Regions from separate parts of the Sus scrofa genome. Here regions 1 and 2 are each linked to region 3. Evidence: chromatin contacts called from public HiChIP or PLAC-seq data. All regions are on one chromosome and are shown on one strand. The core of a region is the stretch at or near the end of the contact, and the rest is flanking DNA. Distances in the headings are between cores, read along the strand shown.

Evidence for each region. HiChIP or PLAC-seq counts read pairs in DNA pulled down with a chosen protein or histone mark.
Region 1: a contact with region 3 is called in an H3K27ac HiChIP or PLAC-seq map of alveolar macrophages. The contact joins the promoter of UBR4 here to the promoter of ALDH4A1 in region 3. A contact is called at or near these places in 2 of 2 datasets of contacts at active chromatin or transcription factors (alveolar macrophages and skeletal muscle).
Region 2: a contact with region 3 is called in an H3K27ac HiChIP or PLAC-seq map of skeletal muscle, with 3 times the contacts expected there. The contact joins the promoter of PQLC2 here to the promoter of ALDH4A1 in region 3. A contact is called at or near these places in 2 of 5 promoter capture datasets (fetal liver and fetal skeletal muscle) and 2 of 2 datasets of contacts at active chromatin or transcription factors (alveolar macrophages and skeletal muscle).

Annotation. Positions count from the first base shown.
Region 1 is chr6:77,706,200-77,710,160 of Sscrofa11.1, reverse strand. UBR4 (E3 ubiquitin-protein ligase UBR4) reads left to right here and starts at 2,170. Exons shown (of 108, transcript XM_021095464.1): 1 at 2,170-2,406. The coding sequence starts at 2,231. LOC110261106 (a long non-coding RNA gene) reads right to left here and starts at 2,035. Exons shown (of 2, transcript XR_002344931.1): 1 at 1,915-2,035.
Region 2 is chr6:77,760,496-77,764,393 of Sscrofa11.1, reverse strand. PQLC2 (PQ loop repeat containing 2) reads right to left here and starts at 2,533. Exons shown (of 9, transcript NM_001243851.1): 1 at 2,486-2,533. It overlaps AKR7A2 (aldo-keto reductase family 7 member A2), which reads left to right and starts at 2,785. Exons shown (of 7, transcript NM_001243822.1): 1 at 2,785-3,118. The coding sequence starts at 2,791.
Region 3 is chr6:77,402,441-77,406,550 of Sscrofa11.1, reverse strand. ALDH4A1 (aldehyde dehydrogenase 4 family member A1) reads left to right here and starts at 2,536. Exons shown (of 16, transcript NM_001252213.1): 1 at 2,536-2,598. The coding sequence starts at 2,537. IFFO2 (intermediate filament family orphan 2) reads left to right here. Exons shown (of 8, transcript XM_021095463.1): 8 at 1-184.

The DNA of each region.
Region 1 (3,961 bases), core at 921-3,420, 300 kb before region 3:
ACATGGAAATTCCCAGGCTAGGGGTCGAACTGGAGGTACAGCTGCTGGCCTACACCACAGCCACAGTAACTCGGGATCTGAGCCTCGTCTGTGACCTACACCACAGCCCATGGCAATACTGGATCCCTGGCCCACTAAGCAAGGCCAGTGGTCAAACCCGCATCCTCATGGATACCAGTCAGATTCATTTTCGATTCATTGTGCCACAATAGGAACTCCCAGAAATTATAAGTTTTAACAAAGAATTAAAAAATATAATAAAGAACAACTAAACAGAATAGAAGAATACAATAACTGAAGTAAAATATACATTAAAAGAATCAAGTCCCACTTATTTAGCAGACTAAATGAGGCAGAAGAATAGAGCAGTGAGCTGGAAGTCAGAGTAGTAATCACTGCCGACCAACAGAAAAAAAAACAATGAAAAGAAAAGGGTACAAGTTTTTTTCCCCCCAGCATGTGGAAACTCTCAGCTCACGGACTGAACCCACACCACAGCAGCGACCCAAGCTACAGCAGTGACGGCAGATCTTAGCCTGTTAAGCCACCAGGGACCTGTGAAAAGAAGACAGTTCTGAGAGACCTTTGGGATAACACCAAGTGCACCAATATTCACATCATTGGGGTCCCAAAAGAAGAGAGATACAGCCTGAGAAAGTAACTGAGGAGATAATATGTGAAAACTTCCCGAATCTGGGAAAAGAAACAGTCACCCAAGTCCAGGAAGTGCAAGGAGTGCCACACATGATTAACCCACAGAGGAACACACAAAGACACAGCGTAATTAAATGACAAAATTAGGGAGTTCTTTGGTGGCACAGTGGGTTAAGGATCTGGTGTTGCGATGTTGCCACTGGTGTGGCTTGGGTTGCTGCTTCCAGGGCTGGCCAGGGAACTTCTGCATGCCTTGGGCAAGGCCAAAAAAAAAAAAAAGACAAAAATTAAAGATAAGGAGTTCCCATCTGGCGCAGTGGAAATGAATCCGACTAGGAACCATGAGGTTTCAGGTTTGATCCCTGATGTCACTCAGTGGGTTAAGGGTCTGGCGTTGCCATGAGTTGTGGTGTAGGTTGCAGACACGGCTTGGATCCCGCATCACTGTGGCTCTGGCGTAGGCCAGCGGCTACAGCTCCGATTAGACTCCTAGCCTGGGAACCTCCATATGCCCTGGGTGCGGCCCTAAAAAGACAAAAAAAAAACAAACAAAAAACAAAAGAACAAAAGATAAAGAGAGACTATGAAAAGCAACAAATAACACAGGGGAACTCCCATAAGGCTATCAGCTGATTTTTCAGCATAAACTGCTGGCCAGAATGGAGTGCACTTAAAGGGATATATATACTCGAGGTTAGGAAGCAGAAAAATCTACAACCAAGAATACTCTACCCAGCAAGGCTCTCATTCAGATTTGAAGGAGAAATCAAAAGCTTTACAGGCAATTGGAAGCTCAAGAATTCAGCACCACCAAACCAGCTTTACAACAAATGCTAAGGAATTTTTCTAGACATCAAAGAAGAAAATTACGAAATGAAAAAGTTTATATTTTTCTTTGCTAGCAGAAAACTAGGGGACATGAAATCTTAACGTGGCAAATCACAAAAAGCGATGCAGATGCGAGCTGGTAACAGTAGTAAAGAAGGTAATCAAACAAAAAGGATTTCAGCGTTTAGAAAGTAAGGACTATTGACAATGACAGCGAAAGATGGTGTGGGAAGGACAAAGCTTGGCAAACTGTGAAGCGCTATAATTTAACTATGGGGGGGCACCAGGGAGGAGAAGAAGCGGGTGAGAGTAATTAGGCTTTGACCTCCTCTTTTTGTCCTAAGCTGTCTTGAGCCGGAGCCATTATATTTGTCGATGCAGGTCTACCTCGCCGCCTCAGTCTAGGCAACCGAAACCAAGCCTCAAACTCACCTTCGCCGGACGCCCCACAGCGATAAAGTTCCCACAGTCAAGAACAACTTCCAGTGCGCAAGCGCGGAGCTTAACGTGCCAGAGCGCAGCCGAAGCGCTACTTCCTGCGCAGGCGCAGCCCCTCGGCCCCGCCCCCACACCACGCCACGCTCCCACTGCAGGAGCGGAGGCCGGCCGTCCTCCCGGGTTGCGTATTTAGGCTGGCGACTGCGTCGCGCAGTCTGACGCGCCGATTGCGTCACTTCCGCCCCCTCCCGGGAGGCGGTGCTGGGCCGGTGGCAAGCCCCGGGAGGGAGCCGCAGTAGTACGACGGAAGATGGCGACGAGCGGCGGCGAAGAGGCGGCGGCTGCGGCCCCGGCGCCCGGGGCTCCTACAGCGGGGGCAGACACGACCCCGGGCTGGGAGGTGGCGGTGCGGCCCCTGCTGTCCGCGTCCTATTCCGCCTTTGAGATGAAGGAGTTGCCGCAGCTGGTGGCCTCAGTCATCGAGAGGTACCGGGCGGCGGCCCCGGCGGGTCGGGCGACGGGAGGGGGAGGGGAGGTTGTGCCAGAGGGTTTGGACCCGCTTCCTGGCTGTCTCCTGCCGCTCTGGGACCTCTGTCCAGCCACAGCTTTGGGGTTCCCAGGTCCTGAGAGACTGAGGCTTGTCCGGCCAACCCCGGTAAATCCTGTGCCTCAATTTCCCTCCTGAGCAAAACTTTTGAAGACGCCCTTTCGGGAGGGTGTGGCCGATTGGTTTGGGAGTACTTTTGAGCTGCATTGCTCTCTTAGGGGAATGTCTCCCGGACCGCCCCCTCCGTTAAGGTCAAAGCACAGATGAGTTTGCATTTCTTGCTCGCACTCATCCCTCTAGCCTGGGCCTCAGCGGAACCTAGGGTTTAAATTGGAGACCTAGCACATGATTTAATAACGGTCTCCGTGGTGCTATAATCGCTGGGGGCACGTGCTATTTCTGTGACTGATATGTGACTGAAACCACTAGTTACCATCGATGACTTTCTTTTCAGATTGCACGAATAGTATATTGTACTGTAACGGTTTTTTGATAAAAACATTTAAGTGTGTTAGCCTGAGAGGTCATTTTCCCATTGAAACAGTGTACTCGCGCTGTCTCTCAATAAAATATTTTCAGGCTCTTACCAACGGGACTGTTTATTGGTTTGCTGTTACACGGTTTTGTCTTTTTGAGATTCTTAGATTTTGAGAGTTGTGTTTATACAAGGCAGTAGTACCTGGCTTTTGTTGTCTTACCTTACTCAGAGCACTCTTTCATTAGTTTAATGGTAGATGTACCTTTAAAGCAAGTCTCACTTTCATTTTTCTAGTTAAGAGTAACTTGACTTCAGCAAATCTCTGCAATTGCTAACCCTGTCATTTATAGCTTCATGTCAACAAGAGTGTATCTACATGTTGTCCAGAAGGTTAGAAATTGCTATTTATTGCTCAAGGGAGGTTCATGCGTTGGCACATTGTCTAGTATGGTGTTTATTGTTAGGTTTCTGATGCTTTGGATACAGTTTAAAAAATAAATTATAATGAAATAATGGCTTAGTTTGATAATTTCACAGTTAACTTTACAGATGGATTTCCCTAACAGATTATTAAGCCAAGAATGTTCTGAAGATGTAAACAAATAACCAAAGATACTGCTTTCAAATTAGGTAGTCTTTATAACTGTTTCAACATTTGGATTAGTGGTATTTTTCTTGAATTATTCTCATCATGCTACTTTTAATGGACAGTGTTCCACTCTTTAGAACATTTGCTTTTATGTTTTTATGGACATGAGCAGAGTAAGTTATAAAGTTATTTGTTGACACCCTTCCATACATCCAGTATTCTGGGCTCATGCTTTTTAAACTGTAATAGTTAAGCAATTCCCTTCAATCTGTAGAAGGAGCCAAAACCAAATACATCAAAGGTACATTTGAATTTTGCCAAATAAGTGATAGTGGCACCCTGTATAGCTGAGATAATCAAGGGTTGCCTGTGTTTGTAGACACTAGTAAAACCACTTTTCATGGTTTAGAAAAGAATTCCAAACTGA
Region 2 (3,898 bases), core at 1,284-3,783, 360 kb before region 3:
CCCCCCCCCTTTTTTGGTCTTTTTAGGGCCGCATCTACAGCACATAGAGGTGCCCAGGGTAGGGGCTGGATCAGAGCTGCAGCTGCCAGCCTATACCACAGCCATAGCAACACCAGATCTGAGCCATATCTGCAACCTATGCTGCAGCTTAGGGCAATGCTGGATCCTTAAACCACTGAGTGAGGCCAGGGATGGAACCTGCATCCTCATGGACCCTATGTCCGGTTCTTAACCTACTGAGCCACAATGGGAACTCCTCACACCTTCTCTTCACCGGGTTAGGGAAGAAAGAAGGGGGGATACACACCCAGTGAGGAAGGTGGCATCTTGAAGGACGTACCTCGGCTCACAGTGTTCGGGGCACTGAATGGGAGGTCCCCTGTCCACACATAGGGCCCATGTGCAGCTAGAGGCTCAGAATACTCTGAGACACACCTGAGCCCTGGACAGAAGGTGCTTTCCTCTGAGGGTGGCTGCGCCTAGGGCTCATCACCCGTAGGTTCTGACCCAACTAGGAATCCAGGCCTGGCTTCCAAGAACAAGCCCGCTCCTGGTCCAACAGTACTGAGTGAATGGATGTCCAGGCTTGCAACAAAGGTAGACCAGGTCGGTAGGTCTGACAAGGACCACAGCTGGGGTGTCTCAGAATCTGGGAGGGGACATGTTTGAATTCAGGATCAATGTGTCCGGACTGCGGATCAGGGACCTTGGGTTTAAGGAGCTCTTCCAGCAGATGCTGGCGTACATGGCGGCCCTTTAAGCAAAGCATCTTGGAGTTCCTGTCATGGCTCAGCGGTTAACAAACCTAACTAGAATTCATGAGGATGCGGGTTTGATCCCTGGCCTCACTCCATAGGTTAAGGATCTGGCATTGCCGTGGAGCTGTGGTGTAGGTCGCAGATGCAGCTTGGCTCCCAAGTTGCTGTGGCTCTGGTGTAGGCCGGCAGCTGCAGCTCTGATTCCACCCCTAGCCTGGGAACCTCCATGTGCTGTGTGTGTGGCCTTAAAAAGACAAAAAAAAAAAAAAAAAAAAAAAAAAAAAAAGACAAAAAAAAGAAAGAAAGAAAGGAAAAAAAAAAAAAAAGGAAGAAAAGGCATCTCCTGTCATAGCCAAGCTCCTCTTCCAGATTCCAAGCTGAGTCCAACAGATACTCCCTACCAAAGCTGCTTGAGTAGCCATCTTTACCTACCAGGTAAGTCCAAATTCCTTGAGACTGAGCCCAAGGGTACTCCCAGAACTGCCCTCCCCACCTCGTCTCCTGCCTCCTCCCTCCAGATCTTCAGACAGTCATTCCCAGACCTCCAGACTTCTGTTCCAGCTGCCTCTTCCCCCAGGCATGTCCTCTCCCCCTGGAGGGCATGGTAAAAAGATATTAAGACCCATTTCTAAATTGCCCTCTTGGACGGGGCCTTACAGGAGCTGTCACCTTACAGCTCCTGTCACCTCTTCCCCTACCCTCGTTCCCACACCTGAAGAATGATCTTCACATTCCTCAGCCACCGCTGCTCACTCCTCTCCGTTCCATAAGCTTCTTCTTAGGGCCTAGACTCATCAGCTAGGCAGGAAAGGCTCAGAAACAGAGAGGGAGAGAGGGAGGGAGGGAGACAAGAAGGACCACTGTGAGCATGGATGGCCTAGGGTTAAGAAGAAAGCACTCTGGAACTGGCCTGCCGGATGCCTACTCCTAGAACTCCTGAGCTGGTGACTGAGCCACAGACTCTCAATCCGTAAAAAGGGGGCAATGAGGCAGGTTAACCGCAGAGTTTAGATAATCCAGGCCGAGCGATGAGAAGGGTGCCTGAGCACAGGTCAAGCACTCAGTGGGATAACCTGGGATGGCTTTTATTCTGTTCTGGCCGGAGCTCTTCCTCCCCCTCCCCCCCGCCCCCTGGCAAACCGCAGGCTTCAATAAACACTGAATAGATAAGAATGCACCCGTCCGCACACTTCCAAACGGTGGACTCGCCACGCACACGTTTGGAGACCTATCCTAGGCGTGGAGTGGGAGGGGACAATCGTCCCGGTTTGGAGCTACCACCCACTCCAGCCCTCCAGGTGCTCGGTCACAACACCCTCCTAGTGACTCAGCCCAGCACGGGCCACCTGTTTGGCGGGGATAATGACAGGGCAGCCGCTGTGGTCAGCGCTCATTTGCCGCGAGGCCCCCTCCTCCGGCATGCCCTGGGGAAAACAAAGCCATCAGGAGCGAAGGGGCCCGTCGGCCGGGATTAGGAAGTGAAAAGGGAACCCATACCCCACCCCTGGCCAGGTCGGTCCCAGAGGTTATGCTGGTCGCCCCTGAGAGGGGGACCTGGGCCGCCCAGGGCCTCCCAATCTCGCCCAGAGCCTCGCTCCAGAATCTTGCGCCCCAAAGGGGGAACGGGGACCCCAGAACCGTCCAGGGGCCGGAAGAGGGTGTTAGAAAGATGTGGCAGGGAAGGCCCGGAGTTCTGACCCACGGCCCCAGCCTCAAATTCGGCTTACCGCGTCTAGATCCTCCCCGCCGCCCGGCTCCTGGGTTCTGCCTCTCCTGCCTGGGTCGGCTGACCAGAAGCGCCGCCCCGCGCCGGCCCCCGCCTCCCTCCTCCCGCCTCCCCGCCTGGGAGCTGAGCGGCTCCGCCTCTGGAGCCGCGCACTTTGTGGACGGTCCCTGGAGGAGTGGCGCGCTAGCCGAGCGTGCGTGGGGGGGCGCAGCGGCGCTTGTCCTTGCTCCCTTAAGGCTCCCGGGGCTCCTCCCCCGCCGTGGGTAGGCGGGGCTCGAGGCACCCCAGCGCGCAGGCGCCGATCTCATGCTGAACGCCGTGTCTCGAGCCGTGGCTCGTGCTGCCGTCCGCAGCTCGCGTCGCCCCAGACAATCCGAGGCTCGCCCCGCCGCTAGCGCAGCCGTCATGTCCCGGCCCCTGCGGGCCACCTCGGGCTCCCCAGCCCGACCCGCCACAGTTCTGGGCACCATGGAGATGGGGCGCCGCATGGACGCGCCCGCCAGCGCCGCGGCCGTGCGTGCCTTCCTGCAGCGCGGCTACACTGAGCTGGACACTGCCTTCATGTACAGCGACGGCCAGTCCGAGAGCATCCTGGGCGGCCTGGGGCTCGGGCTGGGCGGCGGCGACTGCAGAGGTAACTCCTGGCGCCTGCGCCCCCACCCCTGGTCCTCCCCACTGAACCCTGCAATTCAGACCCTGCAACAGCAGGACGCTAACCCAACCCCAGTAAGCTCACGGGCCGTGGTCAGGACCGGCAGTTTTCGTCCCCGCTTCCGGGGCGCCGACCTCCCTTGGCCACCCAACAGCTCTGTGACACCCCCCCCCACCCACCGCTCCGCAAGCCCCCTGCACATCCAGGCTTGGATAGCTGAGCAGCGCTTTGTCCTGACCACCTTCCCCTTCTCTTCACCTTCCCCTGGAGGCTGCACCTCTGTAACCCCCAGGTGTGTTACCCTCAACCTGATCAAGTTCTTCGCTTCCTACCCGCGCTGCTTTCTTTGTGCACCTTTCTGCCGCCCTCGTCTCCAGAACTATTCCATACTCACCTCCAGCCCTGCCAGGTGCCTATAACCTGTGTCTAAGCGCTCTTCTTAGCCTCTCCTGCCCTTCTTTCCCCGCCTAGGCGCTCCCCGAGCAACTTTTCTTCTCCCAGTCTTTGATCTGTTCCTAGACTTTGCTCGGTTCAGTTGACAGTTCTCCTTGGCCCTCTCAGGGAGAGCTGCAGTCCTGCCCTAGGCTGGATTGGGGGAGCAGGGATGTCGGGGTAAAACGTAGGGAGTGGGGAGGGAGTGGGTAACCACTCCTATAGCCCTGTGCCAGGCTTCTTAGGGGCCTGCAGGAGGGAATGTGACTAAGCCACCCTCAAGGAGCTCAGAGGATAGTAGGGAACATTGAAGCAAATGATTGTCGGGGA
Region 3 (4,110 bases), core at 1,287-3,786:
CCCACCCCACTGTGGCTGTTTGTCTGCCAGCTGGGTCTAGCGTCGAGGGGAAGGGGGGTGTTTATACTCATTGAAAGACTACTGATCCTACCGGAAACCAACCTGTTTACTGTACTGTTGTAAATATCATGCCCTTTATATCCTGTATATTGGCTTCTTTTAAATAAAGTGAAATGTCTTGGAATTGATCGTGCTTTTTTTTTTAAATTTTTATTAAGGATGGGAATTCCCTTTGTGGCTCAGTGGTTAATGAACCCAACTAGGATCCATGAAGATGCGGGTTCGGATTCTGCATTGCTATGGCTATGGCATAGGCCAGCAGCTGTAGCTCTGACTGGACCTCTAGCCTGGGACCTTGCATGTGCCGCAGGTGCGGCCCTAAAAAGCAAAATAAATAAATAAGGGTTAAAGTGGCAATGAGGGAGGGACAAGACAGAGGGCCACATAAAAACTGTAAAACAGTAATTAGCCAATTAGTGATCAAATGCAGAAATGTCATATCACCTGTTATAGTTGCACCTCACAACGAAATCTTTGGAAGTAGTTAAAGCAGGAATTATCTTGCGCATCTTACCGAGGAGGACGAGTGAGCCACAGAGATCACAGACTGAATAACTGGCACAGGCTGGTTTGGAATTGAGGTCCTATTAATCACATTGACCCCATTTCTTAAACCTCCTCACAGTGTCCTTGAAAGGCCACCTCCCAGGCCCTGGATTTGACACCATCCAATGTTCTAGTTTCTTCTTGCTAATGCCTGAATTCAGGGAGACATTGGCCTGTGTGATCTGGGCTCCATGACTAGGGTTTTCTTTAAGGGTGAAGAAAAACGGCCACCACCAATCCCGATTTACTTTTACCATTGCTAAGACTTGCACTTGTTGTATAGTTGGTTCTATGAATCTGCAAGTTTCGCATCCTCAGATAGGGAGGGCTGACTGTACTGTGCCCTTTTCTGTAAGTGACTCCAGCAAAGCTGGATTTCCTGGAACCAGTCTCCCACGGACACTGAGGGACGATTGTTCTTTCTTTTTCCCCTTCCCCACTCTAAGTTCCCCAAAGTGCCTGAAAGAGTGTGACTTTCTGAAGAAAGAGGAGTAGCATGAAATAATGAGGGCATCCTAAGGTGGATATTATTACCCCCATTTTATAGACATGGAAACAGGCTCAGTAAGGTTATGTCTTTTGCCAATGACAGGGATAAACTACCATGAGCTTTGGAACTCTAATGACTCCTCAGCGGGTTCTGGGTACACTCTGCTGGAAAACATTTAAACAGATACATTAGAAGAATGCATTAGAAAAACCATAACAGCACTTTAGGAATAGAATGCGCCCTTAAGATTCTGTCCTCAGGAAGACTTCAGAATCCCAGTATTAAATAACGTTCATCACGGAAGTTCCCGTTGTGGCTCAGCGGTAAGGAGCCCGACCAGTATCCATGAGGATGCAGATTGGATCCCTGGCCTCGCTCAGTGGGTTAAGGATCCAGCGTTGCTGTGAGCAGTGGTGCAGGTCGTAGGTGCAGCTCCGATCCCACGTTGCTGTGGCTGTGGGGTAGTAGGCCGGCAGCTGCAGCTCTGATTAGACCCCTAGCCAGGGAACTTCCACATGCCGCGAGTGTAGCCATAAAAAAGACCTAAGTGAATAAATAAATAACGTTCATCAGGCAAACAACTTCTCCAAGAGAAAAATTGAAATTGTGCTCTAGGTTGCAAAAATAAAGGCTTTGAAGGACAGCCTGAGCATAGGATGGCTCGGGTTTTATCTTCTTTTGATCGTAATCTGCAACGAAGCAGGCCGATTTATCTAAGCTTTAGGCCACAGGAAGCTTTTTGGGTGGCCCCGCTACAGGCCCGGAGATGGAGAGAGAGGGCGGCTGGGTGCCAGCCAGGAAGCCAGAACTAGGGACAGCAGGCTCATTCCAGGGGCTGCAGCCTCTGAGTAGAGGCAGGGGGCTGGCTGCAGAGTGGCCTTGCAGGGTCAAGAGTCTATCGTCCACAAATCAAGGGCAGCTAGAGTGGTGGGGCCGGGACTCAAGCAGCACCTGACCCACAGACCCGCGGTCCTTCCGCTCCGCCTCACACGTGCTCCACTCCCGCTTTTTCATTGGCTGTTTCAGCCCCTCTATCCCGGCCTAAGAAGGCTGCAACATGACCACACCTCTGATTGGTCCAGGAGCTCCCATGTGTCACTCTGATTGGTCGGTGGAGCTCACTCCCTCTGGCCCTCGGCCCTTTTGGAGGCCGGCTGGGTCAAACCATAAAGAGGGGAGGGGGAAATATGAACATTTCAAGGATTCTCTTTTGAGTTATTTTGTTCTTTGTCATATAATACTCTTTATAATGCCATGAAAAGAGAATTATTTTGTTAGTAGAAGGTAAATATAGAGATATTTCTGTAGAGCTCTACTTTGAGGACGGCCGGAGTGATAGGTTCTCCCCTATGTTCGAGGTGGTGCGCTCCGGGCGGGGCCGCGCCTTCTCTCAGCTCCGGGGGCGAACGGTCCAGCGAGCAGCCGCGCCTTGAGCTCGAGATGCTGCTGTCGCTGCCCGCGCTCCGCCGTGCCCTGTTGGCTCGCCCCTGGAGGGCGGCCGGGTGAGTGAGCACCGGGCCTGGGGAAAACCCTAGCGGCACCTAATGGCCGAGGGTCCCGGGGTGGGGGTGGGGGGTGGGGTCGCTGGGCGCCTCCCGGTGCGGGACTCCCTCCTTGCCAGACCCTTGCCGGTTTTCCCAGGGGCTCTCCTCCGGCGGGTGACACTTCCTCAGGTGCCGTCCGACCGCTGCCTAGGCCTTCCTCCCACTGCGATCTCCCCGTCTCCCAAAGGCGGTCGCCTTCCTTCATCGAGGGGCATCCCCTTCCTGAGTCTTGCAGCGTGTTGGTGTAGCTCGGTGCTCTTGTGGCTCCCTCGCTTAGAGTTTAGCCTCCAGTCACTCTTCTTTCTCCTGGTATTGGGTCTTCGAAATTTGCACACGGCCGGAGTTTTGTGGCTTCCTCTGAGGGCACCTCTATTTTTAGCACACCCCGCTTCTTAGCTCCGCACCCTCTGTCTTACATTCAGGACCCATCCTCGGGCTTCTTTGGGTCCTTTCTCCGTCTACGAGCATTTCTATTTCTCGCTTTTCTTTTTCTCCTTTTTTTCAAGTCAAGTGTTGGGGAGAAAGAAAAGGAGACCTTTTGGATTTTTTTCCTGATAGGTGGAACAATAATACTTACGGGGTGTGTATAGAATGCCAAACCTGTGCTAGGTCCTTGGGGCATGTGCCTTACTGTGATGGTGAATAAATGCGTTAGTACATGTAAAGTGCAGTGAACAGTACCTGGCACCTAGGCAGTGCCCAGTTACTATTAACCACGATCATTATTATCACTCATGTTTAACCTTCTCCTGGGTAGCTGTTATTCCAAATTACAGATGAAGAAACCCGGGTGTAGTTTCAGAGTGGAGCTGCCCTACAAATCCAGGTTTGCAAATCCCCACGCTGTGGAGTTGGGTTCCTGGACCCTTGCCCACTCAGTGATACCTGTTCTCAGAGCCCCTTTCTGCCCTTGGTCTTGAGGAGGGTATGGGTAGAGCACAGATCCTGCCCCAGAGAGGCCCATAGACTGGTGAGGCTGCATGCACCCTTTTGGACCCGAGTTTCTGCTGGTCTCTGTTTCAGAGCTGGGCAGCTCCTGCCCCCAGTTTGCGTTTTGTTTGCCCGACCCCTAGGACTGTGGCCAGCCCTGTCTCTCCTGCTGGCTCAGCCATGCCCGTTCGGAGTTAATCAGTGTCCCAAGGGATAGTGCTGTGGTGCCCTGGGCATGGATGAGTTTCAGCAGGGCAGCGTATTCTCTGGGAGTGGGGAGAGGTGGAAGACAGGGTAGAGAAGGGGACATGGAAGAGAAGGGCCCTTCCAAACCAAGACCAGGGGCCACGCTCACCAACGTGATCCCATTTGTTGGCCTCTCCCTGGACTCTGAGACTACCCATCTCAGACCCTAGATGAAAGCTGCCTAGATTCACGTGTTTACTGATTACCCACGTGTGCAAGTGCTGTGCTAGACATTGCAGGGAGGGGTACCCAGGGGATTTGCTTGTGGATGGGGGCCCTCTAAGAGTTTTCAGT